Linked DNA regions of Zea mays: region 2 is linked to region 1. Evidence: chromatin contacts called from public Hi-C data. All regions are on one chromosome and are shown on one strand. Each heading gives the region's core, a stretch centred on a gene start, on an enhancer-like site or on the middle of the called end of the contact. The rest is flanking DNA. Distances are from core to core; before and after follow the strand shown.

What was found. A called contact is a pair of places that touch in the nucleus more often than the background predicts.
Region 2: a Hi-C map of ear shows a contact between it and region 1, with 2.3 times the contacts expected there. The contact joins the promoter of LOC100381541 here to the promoter of LOC100279780 in region 1. A contact is called at or near these places in 2 of 25 Hi-C or Micro-C datasets (ear and tassel).

Annotation. Positions count from the first base shown.
Region 1 is chr1:30,749,210-30,755,800 of Zm-B73-REFERENCE-NAM-5.0, forward strand. It overlaps LOC100279780, which reads right to left and starts at 4,209. Exons shown (of 18, transcript NM_001152738.1): 1 at 4,122-4,209; 2 at 3,485-3,582; 3 at 3,306-3,356; 4 at 3,070-3,183; 5 at 2,780-2,980; 6 at 2,591-2,692; 7 at 886-993; 8 at 575-805; 9 at 242-492; 10 at 1-166. The coding sequence starts at 4,206.
Region 2 is chr1:31,046,392-31,052,982 of Zm-B73-REFERENCE-NAM-5.0, forward strand. It overlaps LOC100381541, which reads right to left and starts at 2,573. Exons shown (of 7, transcript NM_001174369.1): 1 at 2,224-2,573; 2 at 564-736; 3 at 292-490; 4 at 1-122. The coding sequence starts at 2,416.

The sequences.
Region 1 (6,591 bases), core at 2,959-5,458:
AGAAAGATATGTGAATTCACAGTCTTCGATGAATTCACAAAGATGAAGCAGGCCAATTTCTTTGGCATCTGGTATTTCACTGACCAAAGTAACTATGGAATCCACTATGGCTTTTTTATACTCAAAGCCCCCTTCTTCCCTCAAGCTGTTGCTCAAAAAATTCAACCTGAAAGACAGAAGACATAGTCAAAGCAGTAGAATTGAAGGCAAAGAATCAACACTCTTTCAGTTGTTCACATACATTGAGCGATATTTTAGTGGGAACTTCAGGCACAAAGACCGTATAGCTTCAACAACAACTATCTTGAATTCATCTGCTATGTCAGACATGAAAAGGGTAATTTGTTTAATGAGACGATCCACACTTGATTCATTGCCAGTTTTAAGAAGAGTAGTAATTGCCAGGGTCGCTATACTCCTGTTCTGGTCTGACAACAAACTCTCCAAGTCCACATTGCAGTTTGTCACCGCCAGAGGTCGTGTCCTAGCAACCTGCGATATAATGGAAAATCAAGAAACAAATATTGCAGGAATAATTTTGAACAGCTAAGCTTGACGGCCATGTAAGGATAACCTTATTGAGAGTCCGGACAGCAGCAAATCGAAGCACAGGCTTGGATGAACTCAAGTATAACTGTAACAAAGTAATTGCTGGTGCCAATTCACGGCTTGTAACATCCATCTCTGTTATCTTCCGTGCAGCTTCCAAAGCCACCATTTCTGCTTTATGTCTGAGGGATGATTCCAGAAAATCAAAAAATGGACGGTCACCATTTTGAGTGTTCATGCTTGACTCACACATAACCTGCAAATTGTCCATTATATTTTAGGAATTCCCATATTTACCTAGTTTTATATGGAGCAAGATACGGGTTATTGGGTTACCTGGCTTGTGTAACGAATCAGAAGACATTGTGCAAGAGGAGAACGGACAGATCCCCTTGTCAAACTTGAAACTAGTTTGCTTACAGCTAAACGATCATTCTGTCTAATCTGCAAGTTGGGGAGAAATCAAATGAAGATTAAGTATAAAAAGCGAAGAGAAACTAGAGCATAGTACACATTATCCAAATGCACACTATAAAACCTGACCGTTTACTGAAACTATCATATAATTTTACATATACAGTAGAATGGAACCAAAGGAACTTAGGGTTTTTCCATCTTTTGGCCCAGGAAAGGAAAAGCCCACGACGAGTAGAACGTCCTAAACGCAAGTAAAACGCCTTAAAACGCTCAGAGGACATTTAACCAACGTTTAAATGCGTGAAACAGACGTTCTACTCCATTTTGGTAAAACGTTCGGATGTTTCAACTCTTAATCACATTTTGTCGTTTAAACGACGTTTAAGCGACGTTTTAATAACAATGATTGTCAGTGTTCCGAACCAGCACCAACGAGTAAATTTGTGTATGCACGTTTTGGCTCCGGATGATGTGCTCAATGGACGCAAGATTTATACTGGTTTGAACAAAACGACCCTACTTCCCGTCTTCGATGGCTCGCGCTACCGACACCTTGTTGCTCACAGTAGGGGTTACAAGTGGGCTAGAGAGGAAGGGGTGCCAAGTCTCTATGTGTGTGTGCTGAAGGGTCTATGTCTCAAGTGTGCTTCTCGGATTCGGTCTCTCTTCTTCGTCGGGCCGACCTTCCTTTTATAGATCAAGAAGGGGGCCGCAGGGGCGGTTACAGATATCTTCAATCGGAAGGAACTGCTACGCTGGTAAAATGGAATGGTTTTCTCTTGGTAAAATCCTCGTTGATATTTGTCCTCATATGACTCGTGCTCATCTTAAATATGTTGGGGAAGCGTGCTTGCGACGGGAGTCTGAACGCCATCATTACTCCTCCTGTTCGCCTCTTCTCGCGCCGAACCTTTAGTCTGTCCTTCTAGCTTTCTTCCATCGTCTTGTGTGCTCCGTAGGGAGTCGGGGGCTCAGGCCTAGGGCCCATAGGTTATGAGTGGGGCTCAGGCCTCGGACTCGTAGGTCATGAGTGGTAGGCGGATCGGCTCAACGCCGCGGCTCAGTGCCAGGCACAATTAATGTGGTGTGCGGAGCATTGATGGCGAGAGCAGTCTTATGACCGGACGCGGAATCCACTTGAGTGGTTCCCTGTCGATTCGTTCTGGCCCTCCGACCGTGCTTCACCTCGCCCGACCCCTGGGCTCAGGGCGCGGGGGTCTTCCGAAGGCGGTCCCGCCCAGGCAGGTCCCTCCCTACTCCTCTTCTGACTTGTGGCCCCCTGGGGCCCGGGTATCTGATCCCCGACACAAATGTAATGTTATTACGTAATAACAGCTTATCATTTAACTATGCGAGAACCAAGAACTGCAAGTCTACTATCTATGTCATTATGTCTGTCTAATTGTCTATGATATATTGTGCAACTGTGTGCATGTCTCGAGTAACATTCAAAAATTTAGTATGTAACTATAGTGTTTGTATGCATATTTACTGCTACAGTGCAAACTGTTTAAACCATATAATTTATTGTCCACACCAACTAAACGCTAATCAAAGGGTGACTGACCGTCTGGTGGGTTTAGCATCTAGGAAACCAATGGCTGGCTCAATGGAACAAGTATACCTGGTGAAGAAGAGCAAGGCCATGAAACTGGACAAGTGGAGCTCTTGATTGCACAGCTTCCTGAACTTCGTTGCTCCATCTTTTCACAATTTCTGGGTTTGCCTGTAGAGTGTAGACAAACTCACAAAAGATACAGTTAACCAACCTTAAACAAGAGATCGGTATATATGCATAGAATTATGCTAGTACCTGGGCCAGGTGGATGCCACTAACAAGAGAAGCACTAGCAACCACTGGGTTCTTGTCAACAATAGCTTGCTTCAAATATCTCTCAATTTGAGTTAGTAGGGTACCATCAATTATTCTACAAAGAACTCTAATAGCATTGGCACGGTACATATCTGTCTTGCTATTCATGTCCTTCATCAATGAGCTTGTGACTATGATGACCTATTACAATCATAAAGCTCAACCATCTTTTAATTAGATTAGAAGGCATCAAAAACATTGTATTCATCTGAAAACATCATTTATTTAACCTCATCTGACGATGGAGAAAGTTCTTTGATCATTAAGTACACTAGCCTCCTAAGACCAGCATCACTAGACTGGAATAACTTTGTTACTGCAAAGAAGACTTCCGTGGCCTCAACCTGTAACAGAAACATGCACAATTGAATTTTCTCCCCAATCAAACAGTTTTGCTTCTCTGTACAAATGTGTGCACACAGAAACTACAAAACTTTTACTACTATGCATTTTTTTACTACGGTACCTTGGTGAATGTCTCTCCTTGATTAAGTAAATATAATAGCTTGATGATGACCTGCAACAAAGTTCCAAACAGGGCAGGAAGCAGAGAAGAAAGCAAAGAAAATAAGAGGGTCAAATTATGTCTCAAAAACTCAGGTTACAAAGAATGACAAAATGGGAGAAAGTGCAAGGAATTCTTACTTGCGAACATCGTCTCACATCAAGCTGTGGATCATGGAAAGCTCGTGCCTCCTGCAGAACAGACCCCTTCTCGATCCCAAAGAATGGTGAATACTCGACTGATTAAAACATCCACCAGTCAATAAAGATGAGACAACTTGGAAGCATTTTACAAGCTTAATTGGATTGAATCTATAAAAAGACCAGATGACAGATTAATTTCAAACAAAGTGGGGTATGCTTAGGAACATGGCTATAGTAGTGTTACAGGAAGGAGGCAAATAGGCTAGGGAAGGGATCTAAACGAGAATATTGTTCGTGAGTCATGAAGCTCCAATGATGGAAAACCCAGATTCCATTGACTGGGTTAGATAGGTCGCACGACGCCGTAAACAAACGCAGTCCAGATCCACATAACTGCGAGCTCCCACCCCAATTCCCAAATAAACCCCGACGATCTGTCCAACCAGCGAAGTCTCGGAAATAAATCCGCAGCACCACTACCGCCGCGGATAACAACACGAATTACGGAGATACGACGAGATCGCGCTAGATCCGGCACACTAGAACGGGCAGAGGCACTCAGATCGTAGCCGCGGGAAAGCAGCAGGAGGCACGTAGGTTGGGTTTAGAGGGGGAGAGTGGAGGGGTGGATAACCATCTTCGTCGTCGTCGTCCTTCTTCATGTACGGATGCGCCATCTCCGGTACGGCGAGGTCGCCGACGACGAGTGAGCGAGGCATGCGACACAGCCGACGTATACACTGGGGTGCTGGTGGGTGGCGATGTGCAGTGTGCTTGGCTGGGAAAGGGTAGGGCCGTAGGGCGATGGTCCGATACTCCGATGGACGACCAGGACGAGTACGAGACCGTTTCGCCCGGGGTCCGGAGGCAACCGGGTGGTCGTGCTGCCGGTGCGGTGCGGTGGTGGGTTGATCGGTCGTCGATATAGGTGTATATTTGGGCGTCCGGTCCGGCCCAAGTCTGAAAAGATCCGTATTGTTTGAATTTTGGGTTGTATCGGACCGATCCATGAGTCTAGCCTTCGGCCCACGGTCCGGCCCGTAATTGCTTAAATGTGCCGGGCTCATTTCGGACGGCCCGAAATTATAAAAGCCCGAAATTCACATTATGGTCCGAAATTCATTTTTTGGCCCGAAATTCAGTTTTTTGCCCAAAATTCACATTAGAGCCCTAAATTCAAAAAAATAATAAAACAAATAAAAGATAAGACAAATAAATTTGAACAAATTTAAACTTAATATTTGTATTAAAGTTACCACAGCTATGCAATGACTAGCTCGTTTATAAATCATTTTGTTAGAAGGAAAAAGAGTATAATCAACTCTATACAAAGTTCATAAGTTCAGTTTATTGTCTAATGTTTATAACAAAAGTAAAATTACATCACACACTCTAATTCAAAGCTACAAAAAATATCTAACTAGCATTATCTTTATCTTTGTGTTCTTTATCAAGTATATGAAAGTGTGGAATGAAGTGTAGCTTTAATAAATATATGGGTCTTTTCGTGCCTCTATATATGGGTGCGGTGGGTGGGTTGATCGGTCGTCGTCGACAGGTACTATGGGCTAGGGGTGGATATCGAGCCAGCTCGGTTTGTTATAGCTCGGTAATCAAACGAGCTAGCTCAGCTCGGTTCGTTAATGGGGTGTTTAGTTTGAGTAATGAGCTAGTCCATCATCTTCTCACTCCTAACTTTTTTGTTTGGTTTGTGGAATGAATAGGTTGATACATCACCACTCCATTCCTCATAGTTAATTAATTAGTACTAATATGTGGAATGGAGTCATCCCACCAAATTTAAGGAATGGACTCATGATGCACCACTTAATTTTGGATGGAGTGGTTCCTCAACCCAAACACCCCCATAAAGTAGCGAGCTAGGAACCACGCTCAGCTCGACTCGTTTTGTAGCTCGAGCCAGCTCGTTTGACTCGCGAGCCATACATAACAAAACATGGCATGGCTTGAAAAAAAACAGCAGAAGTTGAATTTAAATTCTCAATCACACACAATGACACAACATGAGTAACAACATGTAGATTAAGACATTCACACTGATAACATGACTACATTAGTCCATATTTCATTATCCATAGCCATAGCCCATAGGACTAGGAGTATATCAGTCCATCACACATTAACAGTTAACACTGATAATAGTTTATGACAGTTCAGACTTTAGATTCTTAATAAAAACAGTAAAGGACTCAAAAGTTCCCTGGCCATGAAAATGCCTCGATTTGTCTTCTGAACCTTCAATCTTTTTATGCCTCGATTTGTCTTCTGAGCCTTTGACACATGATTGCCCTCCGATTCCTCCCCCTCCTCCTCCTCCTCCGCATCATCATCATCATCCCTTCCTCCTCCCCCACATCAGCATCATCATATAATTCATCATTCATGTCGATCAAAATCTCTTCCTCTTCTTCATTTCTCACATGCTGCACATTAACCAATTCATTATTTCTCAACTAATGATCAGTCCAAATACAACATTAGCTAGTGAACACAGAACACACCTTTTCTATAGATGTACATGTAGCTACCACAACAGGAATTTGAGTTGTCGATTGAGAGCCAGAACCTCGACGAACTTGGCCCCGCCGACGATTACCTTGCATAGCTGATGGTAATGGCTTCTTCCCCATTATTTTAACCCTTGATCCGCGACTTGCAGGTGATGGACGCACTTGTTTGTGGACTTCCTTCTTGTGGTGCTCGTCCTCCATCACTTCAACGGCGGTCAGCAGTGGCCGTCATAGGCTCGCAGCGTCTGTGCGCAGTGCGCGGGCGCACGGCGGTCGGCGGTGGACCGTCGCAGCGTCTGGGCTGGTTGCACCAGCGTCGGCAAGGTTTAGGGTGGCGGGTGGCGGCTAGGCGGCTAGGGTTAGGGTTTGAAGAACGTCCGGCGGTCCGGCCGCCATTCGGGATTCCGCTGTGTCTGTATGTGTGCCTTAGCGTGTCTGCGTGAGTGCGACTGCGTGTGGTGTGGCCGAGTGGGCTTAGCGCCTTAGCGTGTGGTGACTGGTGTGGCCGTGTGGGCTTAGGAGGGAGTTGCCGAGTGGGCCGCTTTAGCCTTTAGGTGACCGTGTTGCGCACTT
Region 2 (6,591 bases), core at 1,323-3,822, 300 kb after region 1:
TAATTTCACTATTGTTGCAAAGATCATGATTGAATATAGCCACAATAATTGCACTTGGTTCAGTTTATCTGGAGCCTCATTCACTACCAGCTTTTCAACAGCCTGAATAAATACTTGGAAGCCTGGAGACATGACACAGCGACAACAATTAATGTATAGGACTTTGACAGGAAGATAACACCCAATTGAGTAAAGTTTAACATGGCAGTACACATGTGGCAAACAAGTAATGAGGAAAGAATGTGACTAGATTGTTTAACCACTTCCCATTGGGAGAAAAAACAAGAATACCTAAAGTGGCCATGACAGCAGCGAAGATGATAATGCCTACAGGCTGTACCCTCAGTTTGCCAATGGGGTACTTGTAGACATTGATGCTCTTCATTGACAGATGTGTGAACCAAAGGATACCACCAGCCATGAGATCAAGCAGTGAATCCAGTGTTGAGGCAGCTATAGCAATTGATCCACTTTTTATTGTAGCGTATACCTGTGGGGGGAAATAGTCTAATCATCGTACAGGAGTTCATGCATTTGAATTGAAAAGCAGGGGAGGAACCAACCTTCAACGCTAAGAGAACAATGTTTGCATAATTTGATATCTTCATAGCAAATTCACTCTGGATTTGCTCCGCAAGCTCCTCATCCTCGTTGATTTCATTGGATTCTTCTAGTGAGTCAACTTCCTCAAAGGACCTCAATGTGGCAAATTGTTTCTCATAGTACTCTCTCTCCCCTAAATAATAGGCACAAAAAGCACAACACTTTGTTAGATTGTCGATCATATAGAATTAAAGATATATAAGAAGCTTTTAAAAGGAAAGGCGTAAGCTCTACTGCTAATACATTCGAAATAGTCTATCTCAATCTCAACAAATAATATGACATGAAAGAGTATTATTAATAATATAAGGCTAGAAAATTATGATAGAAATACAACATACATCAAACGTTATAACATATTTCAAATATTTTCTCCGTCCCCAAAAAGTTGGCATTGTCTAGATTCATAGCTAATGTGTCAACTATTTTAGGACAGATGCAGTAAATAACAAGAACGGTATTGAGGCAATTAAGTTGGTATATACTAGCAAGGCTAAGATAAAAGAAATCTCAGTTATTTAAACAAATATCGAGTAAGGAAAACCTAAGGATCAAAAAATAAGACCAAAATTGCAAAAAAAAAAAGTCTTGTGTATGATTGAAACCTGTTTTCTCTATGAGCGCAGAATTCTATTTCATTCAGGAGAAGGAAAAAAATCTGCTATCCTTCAAGATATTCAGTAAAAGGGTGGCGAATAATAGGCACTAGCCACTAGGCAGATCCAGAACGTCGTACTCCATATAGATACTGCAATTAGAAACAGGCTGGTACTGTATAATATCCATGTTTCAATCCTACATAATACTAAGTATTCCAACTTCAGTCAAAGATCCAAAAGATAATACAGAGATCAAAGCTGTGGAGTGAGTGCAGACTGCAGAGCTGCAGGCCCCAGAAAAAAGAGGAAAATAATGAACCATATGCAATCACGGACGCACAGTTAAAAAAATTACTTTAGTTTCAGGGAGAGAAAGGTGCCCCAGGGCCAGGAGGCCAGGAGGCCAGGACACTGCCTGCTACGTGGTATCTGTAAAACTCGTTTGCATGCCTGCTGTAGAACATAAGAAAGTAACAACGTTATCTTTCGGGATTTGGACAAAAACAAACACCATGTTCCATAGCTTCACGGTTGGATGTACAGAGAATCCAACAAACCACCTAGAAGGCCAGAGCCATGACCAGAGAACAAAGTCACAAACACGCCGAAAAGGTAATTCCTCCACCAAATATGTAGAGAATATAAGCTATCTATTTTACAAAGAAACATGCACACAAGAAGCACCAAGTGATAGTGAAGTCACGAGCTGTTCAATCATAAAAGTAAGGGAAATCCTAGGAACCCAGAAAAGTCTGCGGAGGATCAAGAATAAGTGTCCGGGTCATCCACAGAAGCATCGAATAATCTACGACAACTCCAGAATCTAGGTTCAAAAGCACATCAATCATATCACCAGGATAGTCTGTAGATAAAGTGCCCGATAGTAACGCCAGCTTTGATGCACAATTACCAGATTAAGAAAATGAAACGCCTATAAAGATTGTAGGGACAGAGTGAACCAACCAACGGCAAAGGAAAACAACCCAAGAATGCGGCGAGTGGCTGGGATCACGGGTTGAACCTTCGAGGAGGCCCTTGGAGCGGGAGAAGTCGACGTGCGACGGGCGCTCGGGGTCGACGGCGTCGAGCACCTTCTTGGGCAACCGCGACACGAACTCCCCGCGCATGGACGCGACGGAGTTGCGCCGCCGCCCAGGCCCGGCCAGGAGCGGCGCCCGCGCGTCGTCATTCTCCCCGCACCCGTTCGCGTCCATCCCTCGCGCCCCCTACGCTCTGCTCGACTGCTCCTCCCTCGGTCGCCGCCTCGCCTCGCCTCGCCTACCCCTCGCGATTCCGTCGCGGTCGTGTGTTCTCCTCCCCCGCCCGTCCGCGTCCGTCCTGCCGCCTAGCTCAAGTAGGGTGGGAAATGGCAAGGACGCCCCGTACCCGCGCGTTCTGCGCCGCGCGGTCGCGCTCGCGCCTGCCTATAAAACGTGGGCTGTGCCGGGACTGGGAGGCGTAACGCAAAACGGGCACGGGCGGGGTCGGCGCACGGCTCCTGCACCGCGAGATCGCGCGGCCGACGGCTCAGATCGTACTGCCAGAACCGTTGGCGCAACCGGTGTCTTCAGATTTGTTTACGCATATCTATACGTCGACATAAAATAAATTTAGTAACGTTATCGTTTATTTCTAGTGATATCTGCTCCCGCGTCCACGACTCCACGTCCACCGGAAAGGAATCATTCTTCTATTAAGCTCGCGTCCACCGGATTTCTTTTGATACGAATGTCTGATCTGACGAGACCACACGTACGCGTCCGATTGATGAGATTTCGTCTAAAATCCATGGCTACTAAAAGAAAAAAAATATTATATCAAAGACAAATCGCAAAGTTCAATTGTGTGGACGTCTTTTTCTTTTAGCCTAAGTGAGTTTTAGTTTCTGTGCATGTGCGTTTCTCTATTCGACACGATAATAGGTTTAAACCTTTCGTTTCATAAAAGATGGCTTGAACTTTCGCCAGGCATTGTCTTTTTGTACACTAGATTTAGTACAATGAGTTTGCGTTTCAATCTCAAAATAAATTAAAAAAATGTTAGCACGCTGCACGCAGCTAGCAGGATGGCACAACGCTAAGGGCCGAGGTCCAAGGTACATGTAGATCTATACGGTTCTTGGCTAAGAACCGAACCGGACGGCACAACGCTACCCTGAATATGTACAGACGAAATGGTAATCAGACTGGTCCACTGTTTCCATGTCCTGTTTCTCAAGAAGGAGGCGTATAGGAGCCCTTGTTGCCAGCTCTACAGACTGCAGACAGCAAACAAGTGCCCTGCTCTCACCTATGATTTTTTTTCAAGATGCGCACACTCCACGATCACAGAGACACATCCAAAAATTCGTCAAGCTATTGATCGTGTTCACTTGCTCGGGATCGTTTCTCTTACGATGCATGTTTGATGTGCATATTTCTCTGGAAAAATACAAAGTACGCTTTCAATTTCAGACTAGATCAACATAGTTAGCATCCAGTCCGTTCTAATAAATATAAGCAGGCAGTCCACACATGATGTTTTCAGCTTATAATGACTGGACGGTGTCAGTGTCACCTAGGGGAGGGAGGAAGATCCCGACAACAGCAAGCGTCATTGCCGTCTGCTACACGCCTTGTCCGATCGACCCGGACCGGGAGTTTCCCGGGCATTTCCACCGTCGTTGTCTGTAATTTATCGATATTGTTCGGCGCAGTTAAATTGAAAACGGCTGAGATTTGTCGAAAGCACAGAAGTTGAAAACGTAACATACCGTCCTTGTCTGAAATTTATCGATATTGTTCGGCGCTTGTCTTCTTCAGAACCGAGCCAGCAAGACTGCAAGAGCTCCATCTAAACCGATGAGAACCGTGCTAGAATAGAATGGCATTATTTAAAAAAAAATATGAAGGGAGCTAGTATTTGACTATTTGCCTCTTGTTCATCACACGATCCGTGCGTCTAGATAGTTTTCTCGCTTCCTTTTTATTATAATGCGTTGGTTAAGGTCAATCTAGGCAAGGTTTCATCGTCGAGCAGCATTATCCAAATGGCATCGTCGTCTGAACTAGCACTAGCAGGCTGGCAATCATTTTTCTGACGAGATCAAAGCATTGCCAACCAGCCGTGCATTTGATATTGTGTAAAGAAACAATTCAGTAGGCTTTGCATACAACCTGTTGAGGCCTTGATTGCCGCCGTAATCCCTGTTATTGCAGTTGGCTGCTCTAATCCCTGTTGTTGCAGTTGACCTAATTTTGGAAACCCCGAGCTATCTAATGGCCAGCTGCTGTTCTCATAAACCTACTATTGGGCTGGCGTTTACTAGACCGGAGCGGAGAGTCATCGGTGGGGGGAAAAAAACTTAACGAACTACTCAAATATTGTTTGTGGGCAGGGGTGATAATGAACTCTAAATTGTATGCTATAAAATTGAAGAATCGAATCGGATTAAGATCGAACTGTATTTCTATTCATTTTTTAATTAATATATTTTTAGGGACCTAACGAATTATGAATAAACATTTGTATCGCGGTACATTACTACCCATATTTGCAGGTTGGTATAGATCCTCTACACTAGCAGATTAACAGTAACCAGGATAGAATTAATCTTAATCGTCTAATCGCGTCTTTGATTGGGGAATCGATTTTATACACCATAGATTCTAACACATTTTTGTAACCCTGCTATAGCCTAAACTAGCAAAGATCGTTTGTGATTTTGCTAGCTATGTGGCATCAAAGAAAAAGTTCAGGCACACTGAGATAGTTTATTCAGGGCCTCCATTTGTCACCATTTGAGATTCAGAGTACTCAGCGAACCACAAATCAATTCGTGAGTAGAATAAATAACTGGGTAGCAAAAGTCAGACCATGTTTGCAACCGCTCGCATAGTCCGACTCAGAAAAGGCCATTTGAGTTTTTGCTAGCAGCAAGGATAAATGTACGGTGTGTTTGGTTTAAGGAATTATTCTATACCTCAAAATTGATGAAATGGGGTCTATTTTAAGAGAACATATCTTGTGCACATGAAAGTTTTGTGCATATGGTGCACATATTAAATCTGCACCACTTATTTTAGATTTAACATCTCTAGTTGTTTGTGTATTTTGTTAAAGACATCCTCCGACGTGATGGAAGGTGTTATTTGTAAATTGCAATGATCAACGAGAGACGTGAGATCTAAAATGGATAGTGATGATTTAATATGTGCATCATGTGCACTAAACTTACATGTGCACCAGATATGTCCTCCTATTTTAAATACTAGTATGGATTATGAAAAACAAGATGATAATCATTCCACAAATCAAATAAAAAAGTAAGGAATGAGTAGATGATATATTGACTCGTTCCTCAAACCAAACAGGTCAGTCACAAAAAAATTATAGTTTCAAAGAGAAGTTGAGTTATCTTACTACTACAGAGAATAAATATTCAGGACTTGCGCAACCACTGCTCTGGGCATTTTTCTTGAGATTCAATGTTCTCATATGTAGCTCGCGTATGGACTTTCTACTGAACCGAAGTTGAAGTTACTGAACTTGAAAGTACTGGACGACTCGATCGGTGGTGGGTAAACCGTAAACATTACATGCCTTGAATCAGGAATATGTCCATCCAGGCCCTGTGCCCCTGTCATGTGACTGATGCTCCCATCGAAGTCATAGTTTCGTGAGAAATCGATCCAAAGGTGAGGTTGCTTCGATTTTTTTTTTCAATAAGCGAGTAGCCGCTGACTGCTTGCAAGGAAGTTCTCACGCCACTGGGTGGGGGAACGACGAGGAGCAGGTCGTCATCGGCGCGGCTGTGCAAGAACCGAATGGAGCGCCGGGGGTTCGCAACGCCGACCGCGGTCCGATCCGCAACAATGCTCGTCGGCTGGCGCTCTCGTCGCGTCCTCTCCGACGCAGCGAGCTAGCTTGCATTGCTCGGGCCACTGGGGCGGCTGCAGATTCCCTTCGTCCTCGCGTTGGAAGTTAGAGGAGGCCGATGATATGCATCGCGCAGTGGACGGGCCCCTCCGTCAGATCTCGCGCGCCCGCGATCCCCACCCCACGCGATGTGCTTCAGCCACAAGCGTACGTAGGCGGCCCTGTCGCTAGCGAAAGCTTCGCTGGCCGGCTGGCGATTACGGCAACAGAAATGGACGCTGGCCTCAGCCGAGTGCAGTGCAGCGTAGTGAGGGTACGTACGTAGGTGGGTACCCAACAGACGCATCTACTGCCGGCTCGTAGCTGTGCATCAGCTATTGCTGTTGCTGGTTGCTGGATGCTAAGAGTAAGTTCTGAAAGCGACGCATGACGCTGACGCACGCGACACGTCGGCGCCCGGGACTTGGGAGCGCGAGGCGTTTCCAGCTCGGCGGCGTGCTCTCGCCCAGGGTTTACGCGCTTTCGGAAAAGA